2 separate regions of the Mus musculus genome follow, and region 2 is linked to region 1. Evidence: chromatin contacts called from public HiChIP or PLAC-seq data. All regions are on one chromosome and are shown on one strand. The core of a region is the stretch at or near the end of the contact, and the rest is flanking DNA. Distances in the headings are between cores, read along the strand shown. Region 1 has its middle 17 kb from the start of Fbxo30. Region 2 overlaps Utrn (utrophin).

The links. HiChIP or PLAC-seq counts read pairs in DNA pulled down with a chosen protein or histone mark.
Region 2: a contact with region 1 is called in an H3K27ac HiChIP or PLAC-seq map of embryonic stem cells, with 4 times the contacts expected there. The contact joins two enhancer-like sites. A contact is called at or near these places in 4 of 39 promoter capture datasets (the 3T3-L1 cell line, the C10 cell line, hippocampal neurons and 1 more) and 1 of 115 datasets of contacts at active chromatin or transcription factors (embryonic stem cells).

Annotation. Positions count from the first base shown.
Region 1 is chr10:11,260,971-11,268,173 of GRCm38.p6, forward strand. No RefSeq gene overlaps it. Among named protein-coding and RNA genes, the nearest start is that of Fbxo30, 17 kb to the right of the region's middle. Within about 2 kb of position 3,046, at least 6 of the 459 cell types and tissues checked have an H3K27ac peak or open chromatin away from gene starts, as enhancers often do. A contact at or near this core is called in embryonic stem cells, where this site is marked.
Region 2 is chr10:12,486,658-12,493,860 of GRCm38.p6, forward strand. The region is part of intron 53 of Utrn (utrophin); the gene reads right to left. Among named protein-coding and RNA genes, the nearest start is that of Gm25139, 120 kb to the left of the region's middle. Within about 2 kb of position 3,229, at least 24 of the 459 cell types and tissues checked have an H3K27ac peak or open chromatin away from gene starts, as enhancers often do. A contact at or near this core is called in embryonic stem cells, where this site is marked.

The sequences.
Region 1 (7,203 bases), core at 1,796-4,295:
TTTTCCAATGGCAAACAGGAGATGACTATCTCTAGTCAGGTAGGAGGAGGGTTTCAAAGCCTATCCCCACAGTGACATTCTTCCTCCAACAAAGCCACACCTACTCCAACAAGGCCACACCTCCTAATAGTGCCATTCCCTGGGCCAAGCATATTTAAATCACCACATTGACTAATTAAAGTATGTATTTATTAACATCTGATTGAAAGAGACATTTAAGATAATTAAAGGGATTTATAAAACATACCAACAAGCTACCAGAAAATCACCAACGGACATTAACTACAGATTACCTCGTAAAAAAGCAGAGAAACAAAACACATGGTAAAAACTAAACGTAGAAATGAGCTAAATGGAAACTGCAAGATCACATCACAGTTTGTATTGTAATTTTTCTCTGTGACACTGAAATGTGGGTAATCTGTTGGCTAACACAATTTATGGTAGCCATAAAAATAAAAACAAACCAGTCTCAAATAATTCTATTTAAACTAGCATCAGAAGAAAAAGGGTAACATATTTCATATTTCATAGAAGTTGCTATACTCCATAGAATATATTTCATATCACATCACAGGGATGTGAATTCCACAGGATGATGCATAGGACAGCAGAAAGCTAGTCATCAGACAAGCTTAATGGCATATTTAAATGACACAGAAGTTAAGAATGTACTCACTGGTTAGCAACTAGCTACTTTGCCAACTAAGGAAATAATTATATGATTCTTGTAGAGAAGTGCTAGGGATAGGATACTATGTGAAATGCAAAGTGTGATACACTTCCAGGAAACTACTCTACTCCCTTGTAGAAATGAGTGAAAGAATTTCCATCCTTAAAATATAATGGCCAAAAAACACTCAATATTTCCATATTAAAAAACTATCAATAATTTCAGTTGATATAAAAATTACAAGGCAATGTACCTGAATGTCTGTATCAACAGAAAAATATTTCCCAAAATACACAGGAACACCTGCTGCAGATGGACCTCAGTCAGGTCCTCGATCCACAGGAAAACCCGGTTTTCCGGTTACAGGCAAGCAAGGAGTTGGCACTGATGGGTGACAGACACTGACATAGAAAGAGTATGTATCTGGATGTATTTTCTCAAAGCGAGCATCAGTCTTATAATACAGAAGAAAAACAAGAAAGCTAGGCGAATACATCTGCCAAGGTACACTGGTTCTTTACACAAAACAAAGAAAATGCATACATAAAAAGATAGCAGGAGCCAGGCCATGTTTACAACTGAGAATAGGAACAACCCTTAATTAAGATCAGCCAGGTGAATGCTCTGATGCATTGCTAGTCTATTGTTAAACCCACCACCAGGGGTCCTTTAGTAAATACCTGGTTATGCTATTCCTGTGGGCCTAGTGAAAAACCTGCACCAGGGGAATTCTGTTCTACTAACCTTTTCATGAAACCACAACCCACCTATTTCCTAGGCCATTGTGTATAGGTGTGACTCGGCTATTGTTCTAAGTAATTACTATGTAGACTAGCCCTGAGCTTTTCTAGCTCTGTTCTTTGTAATGCCTGATTATTTTCACTGTCTCTACTAGGGTAAATTTGAATGTTACTGAATAGGTAACATTCTTACTGCATTCCAAGCTCAGGGTCGGCTCAAGGACTTCCTGGGACATTGGAACATTGGTGGAGGCTTAATCTAACTTAGCTATATGTCAAAATCAATCCTTAAAGGCACTTATAATAAAACAATACTGAGAGCACACAGATCCATACACCAGACTAACGTGGGGACAGGCTTGGAATATATGTGCTATGAGAATGCCAAGGTTTCAGGAGGCTAAGTTTCTGTGAAACTCTTCTTCGCCTCAGGACTGCCTCCAGGTTTCTAGGCCATTCACTTGAGCCACTACTGGAGTAGATGTAGCAAACACCCAAACTCCATCAAAAGAAGCTATTTTTCATGTACATATCAGTATCAGTGAACAAGGTGACATAATACACTGAATTTTGAAATAGTTAACCACTTTCAAGAGGAACTAATAATTAATGTAACAAATTTAGTTTGCTACAATATGATGATAAAATTGTTTCATGCATATCTAAGTAAGTTACTGCCAGAAATCCATTGTTCCTGGTTTTGCACATGATCATCCCTCCAGGCCAAACAGCATTCTTTAAGAGTCCAATTTTGCCCAATATCCTAACAGCACTTTTTGACTGCTGACATTTCCTCATAGGAGGAGAGGCAGGAAGGATCATAGAACCCTCACAATAATATCCAGCCATTCCATACTACTTGTTGTACGTAATTCTTCCTTAATTGAATGTGGCCTCAGGGAGAGGTTAGAGTATGTAGTCCAGGGAATGTTGGGTGGTGGTATCCATATATGTAACTATGAGAAAGCCAGGGTCCCTGCTATGTAAAAATTTTCCTGTGTGGTCTTTCATGGGAGAAGACTCATGCCTGCAGGTAACCCCTTACCTGTCCTTTGTTTGTAAGCCCAATCAATGTATTGGTTTCCCAGAGTGGACTTTGATGAATGTGTCTCAGTAAGAAAGCCTTGTTCTTCCAGTTTGAACCTGAACCCAGATCAGACCTGGGGCTCTGCACCCACTCCTCCAACACCCAGAGGGAGCCTGACTCCTAGGTGCTCTGACACACACAGGATCACAGAGGAAGCTCCACTTCCAGGAGATCAGACACACCCAAGATCACTCGAGCTCTGACACACTCAAGATCACAGTTGAGGCCACAACATATTTCCCAATACCCAGAGTGACTGGGACCCTCACAGGAACCAGGTGTTGGAGGCCAGCCTGCGGCTCACAAGAAACGGGGTACACCTGGGAGGTAAGCTGGGACTAAAAAGACAGGGGAAACTAGGCGGTGGAGAGAAAAATGGAGCTAAGTCAAGATTACTGATCAAAGTTCAAATGTTTAATGGCAAATGTGCTTATAAAGTGGGGGAGGCCCATTCCCGCCAATTCATCCTTGGAGCCTGGAACCAGCTGCAAGTGACTTAGGGTATAGTCTCCAGAATAGCTCAGAGGCCTCCCAGCAGGAAGCAGTATCTTGAAGAGGAACAGCTGTGGTGGCTAAACAATAGAGTGATCTAGGGAAGAAGGCTCCACCCTAGGTAATCTCCTTAGTGGCAGCAAGGTCAAGGTCTGGTTCAGCCTGCTTCAGGCTGGAGGGAGGTTACAATTTCCTCCCTGTTATTAATATTAAAAAAAAAAACTGGGCTGAGGCATAAAATTTATTTATGCTCTATAGTCCTGCCTGGGAGTTATGGTGGCTGGCGGATGCGTCTGTCTTAGGAAATCTTAGATCTTCCTGAACCATCCAATTCCATCTTGGAGGTTACATGCAGCTAGTTTTTGTAATATTTCACACAAAACATGGCTCTGTGGTGTGCTATCAACAGCCACAGCCTTTTGACATGTACCTCTGTCTTAGATTGGTATGGTTCCGAGATCTGGGTGCTCGTCATTGACTGTCCGGCCCTCATTAGCACACCTTAACCAGGGAAACACAAACCCCTACACAACTTACACCTACCTGTGCCTGTTGCAAACCCAGGGCTCTGGCTCACCGACCCATTCCTCCAACACCCAGAGAAAGATTGGCACCCAGGAGCTCTGACACAACAGAATCTCAGGCGCTTGGTCAACTAGGATTTCAGGATCTCAGGGGCAGCTTAGACTCCCAGGAGCCCTGACACACCCAGGATCTTAGAATCACAGGATCCTAGAATCACAGGATTACAGAGACAGCTGGACTCTGAGGAGTTCTGACACAACCAGGATCACAGGAAGGACAGGCTCCAGTCAGAGACAGCAAGGGCAGGTAGCACTAGAGATAGCCAGATGGTGAGAGACAACCACAAGAAAAGCAACAGAAACCAAGGTTACTTGGCATCATCAGAACCCAATTCTCCTACTCCTGTATACCCCAACACACTGCAAAAGCAAGATCTGGATTTAAAAATCACATCTCATGACAATGACAAAGGACTTTAAGAAGGACATAAATAGCTCCCTTACACAAATACAGAAGAACACAGGTAGACAGGTAGAAGCCCTTCACGAGGAAACACAAAAATCCCTTAAAGAATTATAGGAAAACACAATTAAACAGGTGAAAGAACTGAACAAAACCATCCAGGATCTAAAAATGGAAATAGAAACAATAAAGAAATCACCAAAGGAGACAACCCTGGAGATAGAAAGCCTCATACTCAATGACAAAAAAACTCATAAAAACCAGAAACTCAAGAACAATCCAGTCCATGTTATACAGATGATTTGAAGAGATACTTATCAAAGAAAATATCCTAGTGGACACATATAAACATGCGCTCATTTTAATTTATTATAGCTTACTTTTGAGAAGCCTATGTCCAGTAGGCCAATGGCCAGTAAATCCCAAAAGAAATGCCTAGGACCTATGTTTTTATTTTTAAATAAATCATTCATTAATCTAAAGCTCTATAGTATTGATTGTACATCAAAATGAACTTGAATTTGAGGATTATTTATATTAATCTAGGGATATTACTATTAGTTTATTCATAAGTCAATAATTTAAGCTATTTTATGGAAAGATACTTTCCTTACTGATTGCTACGTCAAGACAACATGCATATAAATAGTATAACTACTATATTTTCTTACTAATAATTTATTGATTCCACTTAGGAATGGAAATTAGTTTACTATTCCCAATACATTTTTATGTCTGTTGGTAGTTTTGTGACTAAATTATCTCAATTCACATGAGAAGTCTATTATTTATATTGAGATAATTTGCCTTGGGCCGTATATCCTTATTAAATCAAAGATAGGAAGAGATTAGCAGTTATGTAAATATTCCTAATGTTTTTACCTTCTTATTTGTGATTGAGATGTATGAGAGAGAATAAAGATATAATCCAGAAGTAAGCTAGTTTTATTTAATGCTAGCCTATTCCTTATAAAAGGATCAAGCCATTGTCTGGATTATTGTAGTAGTCACTCAATCAACATCTCCTGAATGGACTACTCAGTAGGAGAGTGAAGGGTTCCCTGCCTGTAAATAGATACTCCATATTCTATACCCTTGTTGGAGAAATAATGAATCAGTAAAGGTAATTACTACTTTGAATTGAGAGTTCATAGGGATCTATGTCAATAGAAATGGATTAATTGGGACTCTGAGAATTATTGTTGATTCAATTGTAAGTTTCTAATGAAAATTTGGCTATACAAAAATCTCTGAAAATTAAATATTGTAAACTATCAATTAACAAATGTAACAGTTTTGTTCTTTTAATTGGGAGAATTGTCTCTATTCCTCCTTATTTTTTAAAAGATTATTTTTATGTGTGTATGGGGCTGGATGCACAGGCACCATTTGTATTAGGTGCCCAAGGAGACCAGAAAAGTGTGTCAGATTCCCTAAAGCTGGAATGACATGAAGTTAGAATCAGCCTGGCATTAGTGCTGAGAATTAAACTCAGGTCCTCTGGAAGAGCAGCAAGTGCTCTTAACTACTGAATTATCTCTCCCACCCAAAATTGTATTTCATTTTATTTATTACTATGCATGTATGACATGTATTTGTATACATGCCACGGTCAGAGACAACTTTTAGAAGTTTATTCTCTCCTTCTACCATTATGTGGTTTCCAGGGTCTAACTCAAGTGTTGGGAGCTATTAAGACAACTCTTGATCTCTAAATTGGGCCTCTCCCCCCACCCCCCAGAAGAAAAAGGGGTCAAAAGCGGGCCACCGACACATGAATTCCGAGAACAACCATGGGATGTTCCAGCCCTAGGTCATCACCGATGTCCTGACCACACCCTGATACTACCAAGTTCCTGCTTCCCCGTGTAGCTGCCAAAAGAAAGAATTTCTATTGCCCCCCCTCCCATAAGTACTTCTCCTTTTGCTTGTATTGCCCCACCCCTCCCACTGATAAGTGTCTGTACTTCCCCTTTTTCTTGTGCATTTAAGCCTTGGACCTTTCTCAATACATTGGGGTCTTGATACAACTTCAGAACGGTTTCCGTGTTGTTACTCGTACAAGACCCTCGTCTCTCTCTACCCCCCATTTGATTATTAGGAGGAGGTCCCCTTGAGATCCTCGAATAACTGGACCTGCTGGATGGGTCACTCAAGTCATTGGGCTTACAAGACAATGATTTTAAACACTAAACAATTTAACTGGTTTTGAATGAAATTTTCATTAAGTTTGAGTGCTTCTTAAATAACTTAATAGACTGTACTAGTCATATAAACCTTCTCTTCTATACAGTGTTATAAACATCCAAGATAGCACTTCTACGAGGAATGACAAAATCATACAGATACCCAACAGTTGTAGTTTTCAGAATTTCTGTTGGAAATATCCAACTTGTTTCTCTTCCAGCAGGCTCTTAGGCAGTTTCTTCTCCATTCCTTTGGTGTATGCTTTTATTTCAGTTATGTTATAGGCTCACCTGTGGTTGGTTAAGATATTAGTAGCTACATTCAAAAGTACTACTTGTAAAGCAAGAGAATGTAGGTTTTAAGTACTTCGAATTGTACCCTCTGTGGAAATAAATATGTATATATGCTCTGAGAACTGTTCCACATTTCAGCTACTTATCATATATATATTTTCATTCTTCTCTGATTTCTGGGATGTTGGTATATTCTGACTAGGTAAGTTTTAAGGTTAAATTCTGTTCTTTGAAATAAAGAATGGGTACATACAGACTCATTCTAGCAATAAATATATTTAATATTCTGCATTTTTCTCGATGTTAAATAATGGTTATATATGTGCTAGGGAATGTATTGCAAAGTATGGAAATTTTACTCAATTTTGTGACATTTTAAGTCTCATGATATGGTGATGGGAAGATAGAGAACTAAGCTAAATACATATGAGTACTTCATAAAATGTTATAAAGTATATATAAAAGAGAGCATTTATCACAGGTAGTGATACCTACATGCTTATGTTACTATGTCCTTCATGCCCATTGCTCTGTGCTGTAAACGTGTACATTTAAGAACAATGTCATTTTTACCAATTATAACTTTTTCAAATTATTCTATTTATGACTAGAGTTGGTAGAGATGCACCGTTTCCTAATGTAAAGGAGAAGAGATTAAACATTATACAAGTCTTTCCCTTCTTGACTGCTTATGACTTTAAATAAGACATCTCCTGTCTCAGAACTTTACTGACTTCATGAGAA
Region 2 (7,203 bases), core at 1,979-4,478, 1.2 Mb after region 1:
TTGATAAAAACGAGAAGGTCTAACCTGGGTGTCTACTCAGTTATACAGGTATTCTTCAAATCCAAGTATGAATCTCACTGTTAAAAGGGTTACTAGTGTATAGATTAAAAAGGCTGAGTTACAATGGTATCTATATGCGTTTACCAGTAAGGCATAGTTACATCTAAATGGATACTCAAAAGGAAAAGAAAATGGTTGCGCAGATTAGTAAGTGGTTTAACGTTCATGGAAACTTCTGAATTTTAATACTTTAACACGTGTAAGGCTTGAGATGTAGCAAAATAACTCAAGAAAGAAAACATTTTTCCTTTACCATAAATTTACTTCTGTGAAAATCCAAAGACAGTTTTTTATTTCATTGTTCTCAAGTGAAATTAGAAGCATAATTAGCAAAGATTAGCTGTAAGTTATTTAAAAAAAGATTAATTTACCATGTTTCTTTAAAGAACAAATTCAAGGCATATGACATCTTAGAGACTTCATCATCTGTAAATTTGCTTGCCTGTTCATATTTAACAAAGGACATTTTCCGAAGACTAGACATATGGAAACTGAATGTTTATCCACACTTCACCAGGAAGTCTGCAAGATTACAAGGACCATCCTTGACATGTAACAGAGCCAGGAGTCTGAGTTTAAGAAATAAACTAAGCCTTTCCAATGGAAAGGAAACACACAATGTAAGGCTAGCAAGAAAAGCGACAGCCCAGCAATGAAGAAAAGTTGCACAGAGAAACCAAAGTCAGGTTGGAACAAAGCTCAGGCACAGAAACACTGAATCCAACAAAGCAAAGACAAAAGGACACATTTGGACACAGAGAGTGACTCCCAAAGCGGGACAACCCAAGTATAGGAATGTCTGGGACTCTCACCCCCACACTTGAGGACCCCCTCTTTATTCTAGCTGGCTTAAGTGTACCTTCTTGACTGTCCCCAGAAACAGAGAGGCAGACCAAACCCACACAGATATGGCAAAAGGCAGGGTTGTCTAAGGCAGACACGTATACAGATGTTTCGGGACTTAAGGTAGTGTTGTGGATACGCCCATCCTAAGCTGAGGGGAATCTCAGAAATCAAAAGCACATTTATTAGATCTGACCTAGCAAACACCACAGCTCAGCCTATACTGAATATGGATAGAGTCCCGATATAAGCCTGTAGTTAGACAAGCGCACTGAACACAAAGCTTCCTTCATGATAAAATGCTAAAGGTCTCATAATGTGCAGAATACTACTCCAAATGCTTGAAACGGAATGGCCACAGGGCTGTAGTCTCCCATGGCTGGAGCCCCCCAAATGTTTTAAGATGACTCATCCTAAGTCTTTATCTGGAATAATATCCCATCTTTAAGTATAAACGACATCATAAAATGAACGGAAGCCAGCGTTCTTAAACCTTAATATCCATCCTTATAAAAAGCCTGCCTCTCTGTCCTCATCTAAGTGTGATTCAAAAGACAATTTAAAGAACACAGACTGTATGTTTGTTTAATTTTCCAGAAAATTTTAAACACTGATACTCAGACTGTGACCAAATGGCCTACGAAGAACCCAGTCTCAAGGGACTACTGGGTAGGAGAGTCCAGGGTGAGACGGGAAAGCACCAAAATAGTGGGTACTCTGACTATACCAGACTGAGCCTCACCAGTACGAGCGTGCACACACACACACATCTCTAAAACCATACATGCACACACCTACCCACACCACATGCACACGTACTCACACATGCACACACACACTAACACACACACACACTAATAATAAGTGAAAGCCAATTTAGGATCCTAAGCCAGGAAGTCTAGAGAGAAGGGCCAATAAGTTTAACCAACACATAAGGCAGCCAGACTCCAGAGAGGGGGAAACAGTGTCATTAAAAGGCAAGCTCCTCTAAATACTTATGCCTTCGAGACATCTGTAAAATGCTAAATATAACACCTATATTTTATATTTTACACAAATGTAAAATGTTATGTGTGAGATGAAAATTTCATTCCTAGCAGCCTCAGGAGAAGTGGAGTAGCTTTTATGAGGGCTACACCTGTGCTGGTTAATAAGTTACTGGGCTTTGCGAAGAATGTATTTTAAGCATTTGTGTTTCAATGTCTGTGGGAGGGAGGGGAGGAGGGAGGGAGGAAGAGAGAGACAGTGAGAGACAGACAGAGAGACAGAGGCAGAGAGACAGACAGACAGACAGACAGACAGACAGACAGACTGCCTGTTCATGTTCGAGGCAAGACAGCTTACTCACAGTGGTTTCCCTTGGATGAAATACAAACTGTTTCTAAACCAACCACTAAATATCAGTCCACAGAGGGGCACACAGAGCTTTCTCATCCTGGGATGAAACATCCCATATTGGCTGCCACATTTTCGCCCAGTGGAAGTTCTTCTCTTTGTACAGTCCTTTCGTTGGTTTATCATATAATCCCCTCTCAAGCAGCTCGCCAATAGAGGAGCAAAGCTCGACACTAAACTCCCCATCTGTTTACCACAGAGGACCTGTGCCCACTAAGCACTCTGTAGTCAGAACACCACTGTGTCCCGCTGCAGCAAGCCTTAGAAGCTGTTCAAAGCCAACGAGAGGATAACAAACAAAACAAACCCAAAGTTGTCCACGTTTGTGAGGCATATAAAATGAAGCAATACATAAAAGTTCAAGTTAGGGCAATTTGAGGGGACAAAGAAGAAAGAGAAGAAGAAAAAGGAAAGAAAGTAAACTCGAAGAGGCAGAAAAGATTTACAGGGAAAAGAATAAAGTTCTTAAAGGATGCATTCTTTAAAAACAAAACCTTCTCATTTGAAAACCAAAGGATGAATGTTTTTTTCAAGTATGAAAAGCTTCTATGGTAAATTCTGAAGCCCCGGGTGGAGACGCATCCTAGCCAGTCTTTCTATAGCATGGTATTGTCTGAGAAACCCTGCTGAGAGCTGATTCAAACCGATACTCTCTAGAAGCTGCTATCAGAGACCCACACTCCAGCATAGTGACTTGGCCCATCAAGCTGGAGATTCCTGGAGAGATGCCCACACTGCCCCAGTGGTCCCAGCATCTGTCAGTAGAGCATGCCTAGCTTAATGGAACACAGTGATGCGCTGGTCTTGAAGCTAAAGACACATTTGCCTTCCACTGCGTTGATGTATCAATCCCATGTACAACACAGCTACTCAGTCTAGGAGACCTGGGAGCCCAGTGATAAGAGAGCACTCTAATTTGCATTTGAAAACAGGAACAGGAGCTGAGAGGGGAAATAGGAGGACAAAGCCAAACCCATTTGCCTGCACTTCTGATGCCAGAAGAGCTCTTTCCTTGTCACTGGCCTTCCCACCCAGTGTCTGTGTGCACCTGTATGGATATATTCATCCCAAACTCTCCACCCTCCCCTGTTCAGGCCTGGGGATCCAACTGCCCAGAATTTGAAGGAAGAATTATATTTACATTCTTGGGTTCATTTGACAGTATATTCTACGTCCTACCATACTTTATGGATATCTTGTGTGTTTTCTATTTTTATTCTGTTATTTTAAATAGTACAGTCTATAATGTGCGACAGATTTTTAGAAGACCGAGAGGGGTAAAGTTGGTGTCACATGCCTGTAACCTCTGCCCTTTAAGTTTGAGGCCAGTCTGGGCTGCACGGAGAAGAGGAGAGAAAACTCAGCAGTCTTTATATCTCTCCGTGTGTGCTCGTGGATTGTCCTGCATCTGTCACAGGCTCTTCTGTACAGTGGGAGCGAAGACTAGAGGGAGGAAAGCAGACGGAGGCTAGGAGCCAGGCCCAGACTTCCGAAGCAGAAGCACTTCCTTCATGTGCATGCAGGTTGCTCAAGCACGGGCACGCAGCATGAATACTTACTTCACCCCTGTCTTTCCAAGAGGAAACTCCATGGAATCCTCTTCTCTCATTCTAGGAAAACACTCTACTCTTCAGTGTTTACGAGAGGTAGACATTTCCCCTGTGTGTGCTTGTGAAAATATTTATTTTAAACATAATTCTTATATAAAATAGTGATGTTGTCATTTACTGGAGTCATCCTGGTCTTAAGGATGATTAAGGTCAACGTTAACCTTAAGGTTGGTAAGGACGATTTCCTAACCTTATCATATTTTTTTCTTAGTTTTGGTACTGGCCCGGCTTCTACTTCTCGTTACTACTGATTCTAAACGTTTATGTCACGAACATTTATTTCCTTTCCATGTGGGTTGAGAACCCAGACAGGGGCCCAGTCTGTCACTGACTTGCAGTAAATACTTTAGCTGTACTTTTTAAAAGCAATACTAAACTCCATTTTTAAATGCCCACTTCATTTTTCCCCTCCTTGCCAACCCCATGTCAAGCTACATATTCAAATTATAAACCTTCAAAAGTCATTTAACCTATGGTCATTCCAAATATTTGACGTGTACTATGTGGGGTCCTTTTTGCATTTATTTGCAGTCTTTTATACTTTATCAATACATGAAAGGTTAATGTTAACAATGACAAAGAAAAAGATTGTAAGTAGGATTTCACTGCTATACAACTCTCCGTAAGAAAAGATTAGAAATTCTAGCAGTACGATATATTATCCTAGATGCTGCTCACTCTTATTTGTTAGAAGCTGAGTTTATAACTACAAAACACACACACACACACACATCACACAGTCGGTCCTCAGTGAAGCGTCTAGTTCTAATCTGGAGCTCTGGAATCCTCCAGTGATTGTCCGCATAATCCTGGCTGATTAGACCACTGGAGTTCAACAGAAAAAAAAAAAGAAAAATTTACTCACTCTCTTTTGGTGTTTCTGAGTCACATGGGACAGGGTTAGATTAAGGGGACATGGGACATAAAAGAAGATTCACTCTGGAATCTGATTGGCCTTTCCTGCTTGCATAGTTGAGACTCAAGGAATTTAAAAACTGATAAAACCAAAGTTGACTACAGAGATAATGTAGGCTCTACAAGAGACCTCTCCAAGGAGGATGTTTAATAAGGATAAGTCAATAAATGAACAATGGTTATGCAGGGGAAACCTGGGATGTTTCTAATGTTCGATCTAATGCCCAAACCTATCAGTGTGCATCCTAAAACCACTTTGCAATTTCCTTTACCAAAGGAAATCCTGTAAGGTAAGAGAAACAAGTAAATTGACTATTATTTTACTTGTAAACTTCACTTTTAAGTTTGTTTTAAATCTTGTTACAAATTACATCCATTGAAAGATGTGCATGCATGCGTGTCTTTTAAAGGTAGTTCAATATGACTCCAGCGCACACTCATGTCTCCCTAAATACTTCTGTTTTATCTGAGTGGAGTAAGCAAAAGGTCACATTCCTTGGGATTCTGGCAAAAGTGATGGGTTGTGCCTCCCTATGGATGCTCACACTTCCAGTATCTTTATTTCTCTCTCTTTACAGCCCCTCCCCTCTCTTCATAATCAAAAGGTATTTCTGATTAAAATAATGGGGAATATCTTATTTCCACTCCCAAGTATTCTGATTAAATAATTAAGATCAAATTAATCTCTTTAAAATGGTCTGTCAGTGGCTAAGGGGACCCTGTCCACTTCTAGTCTGGGAGGTGGCAGATGGTAACAGTTCATTATGGACAAGATCACAAGAATATCAAGTGCACTCAGCTGGTTAAGACTTCTAATTATGCTCATCTAGCAAATTATAAGGTTGACAAGTTAGTAGGGGCTACTCAGCTGATTGCCCAGCAGATGAGAAAACTACAGCTTTCAATGAGGATAGGCTAAAGGTAGTATGGTGAATGAGAGAGAGAGAGAGAGAGAGAGAGAGAGAGAGAGAGAGAGAGAGAGAGAGAGAGAGAGAGAAAGAGAGAGAGAGAGAGCGCGCGCATGGGAGGGGGGAATGAGAGAAAATATATATATATATATATATATATATATATATATATAAAGTTCAAGAAAAAAAAGGTAGGAAACATCTTCCAGAATCTCAAAAGGCAACTTTCTGCAGAGCATGAGGTGAGGAAGGAGGAGGAGAGAGGCAGGAGGACCACCCTGAGGGCTGAGGGGTCTCAGTGAGGGCAATTCTGATTAGAAAATCACTGTTTTGTTGGGGAAGGGGGATAGGGGAAACACTGTAGGAGAGGGAGTAACCAGGAGGGGGAAGTGAACAGGATGTCAAGTGAATAAGTAAAAAAAAATTAAATTAAATAAAAGAAAGAAAGAAAGAAAATCACTGGTGGTCACTGAGATTTTATTCTGCCTACAAAACAGACAAGGATTCCCACCATGCTCTCAGATGTAAGCAGTGCCAGTGTGCTGAGCTAAGGGAGAAACTCCTAATGACAGCCATACACAGGGCAGGAGCAGGAGGGGCAGGAAGAAGCTGAACGCAGCAGGGCAGCTTGCGTGGCACCCAGAGAGCCAACTCCTGACCCTCCGGACTGACTCTCTGCAGCAGTGACTCCCTGAATGTCCTCCTGCTGACAACAGTGTCACACTGGACAGCAATGAGCAGGTCACTGGGGACAGGAAGACAGTACTGAATGGGGTAAAAATACTGAGAACATTCGATGTCAGCAGGACAAGGGATCCACAATGCTCTCACATGTATTCCCAGGGCCTCTAATACCCCATGGGTTCTATAAGAAAGCAAGCTGAGCAAGCCAGGGGAAATAAGGCAGTAAGCAGCATCCCTCCATGGCTTCTGCATCAGCTCCTGCCTCCAAGTTCCTACTCTGTTTGAGTTCCTGTCCTGACTTCCTTTGATGATGAACAGCAATGTGGAAGTTTAAGCTGAATAAACCCTTTCCTCCCAACTTGCTTCGTGGTCATGATGTTTTGTGCAGGAATAGAAACCCTGACTAAGACACCGACCCACAACCATCTCCCCCTACCCACCCAACCCAACACACACCAAAGAATCAGAGGACAGGAGCCATAGATTTAAAAGCTCTTTCTTGACACATTAGCATCCATTTCTCCCCACACCTTGGGCTGTTTCCCCGCAACACACAAAAGCTAGTGATCTTTAAGTCAGAAATTTCAGAAGCTTTCTACCTGAGCTTAGCTATTCTTATTGAAGAAGTACGTTTCATGTTTATGTTCTGTGAAAACAATCGATGAGTTCAGCGGAAGAGGGACATATATGCCTTTGATGGCCTTCCATCTTCAAAACCACGGTGACATCTCAGAAGTTTCTAGCTCCCAACCAAGAAACAACAACCAGAAAAAACACCACACTCTGCT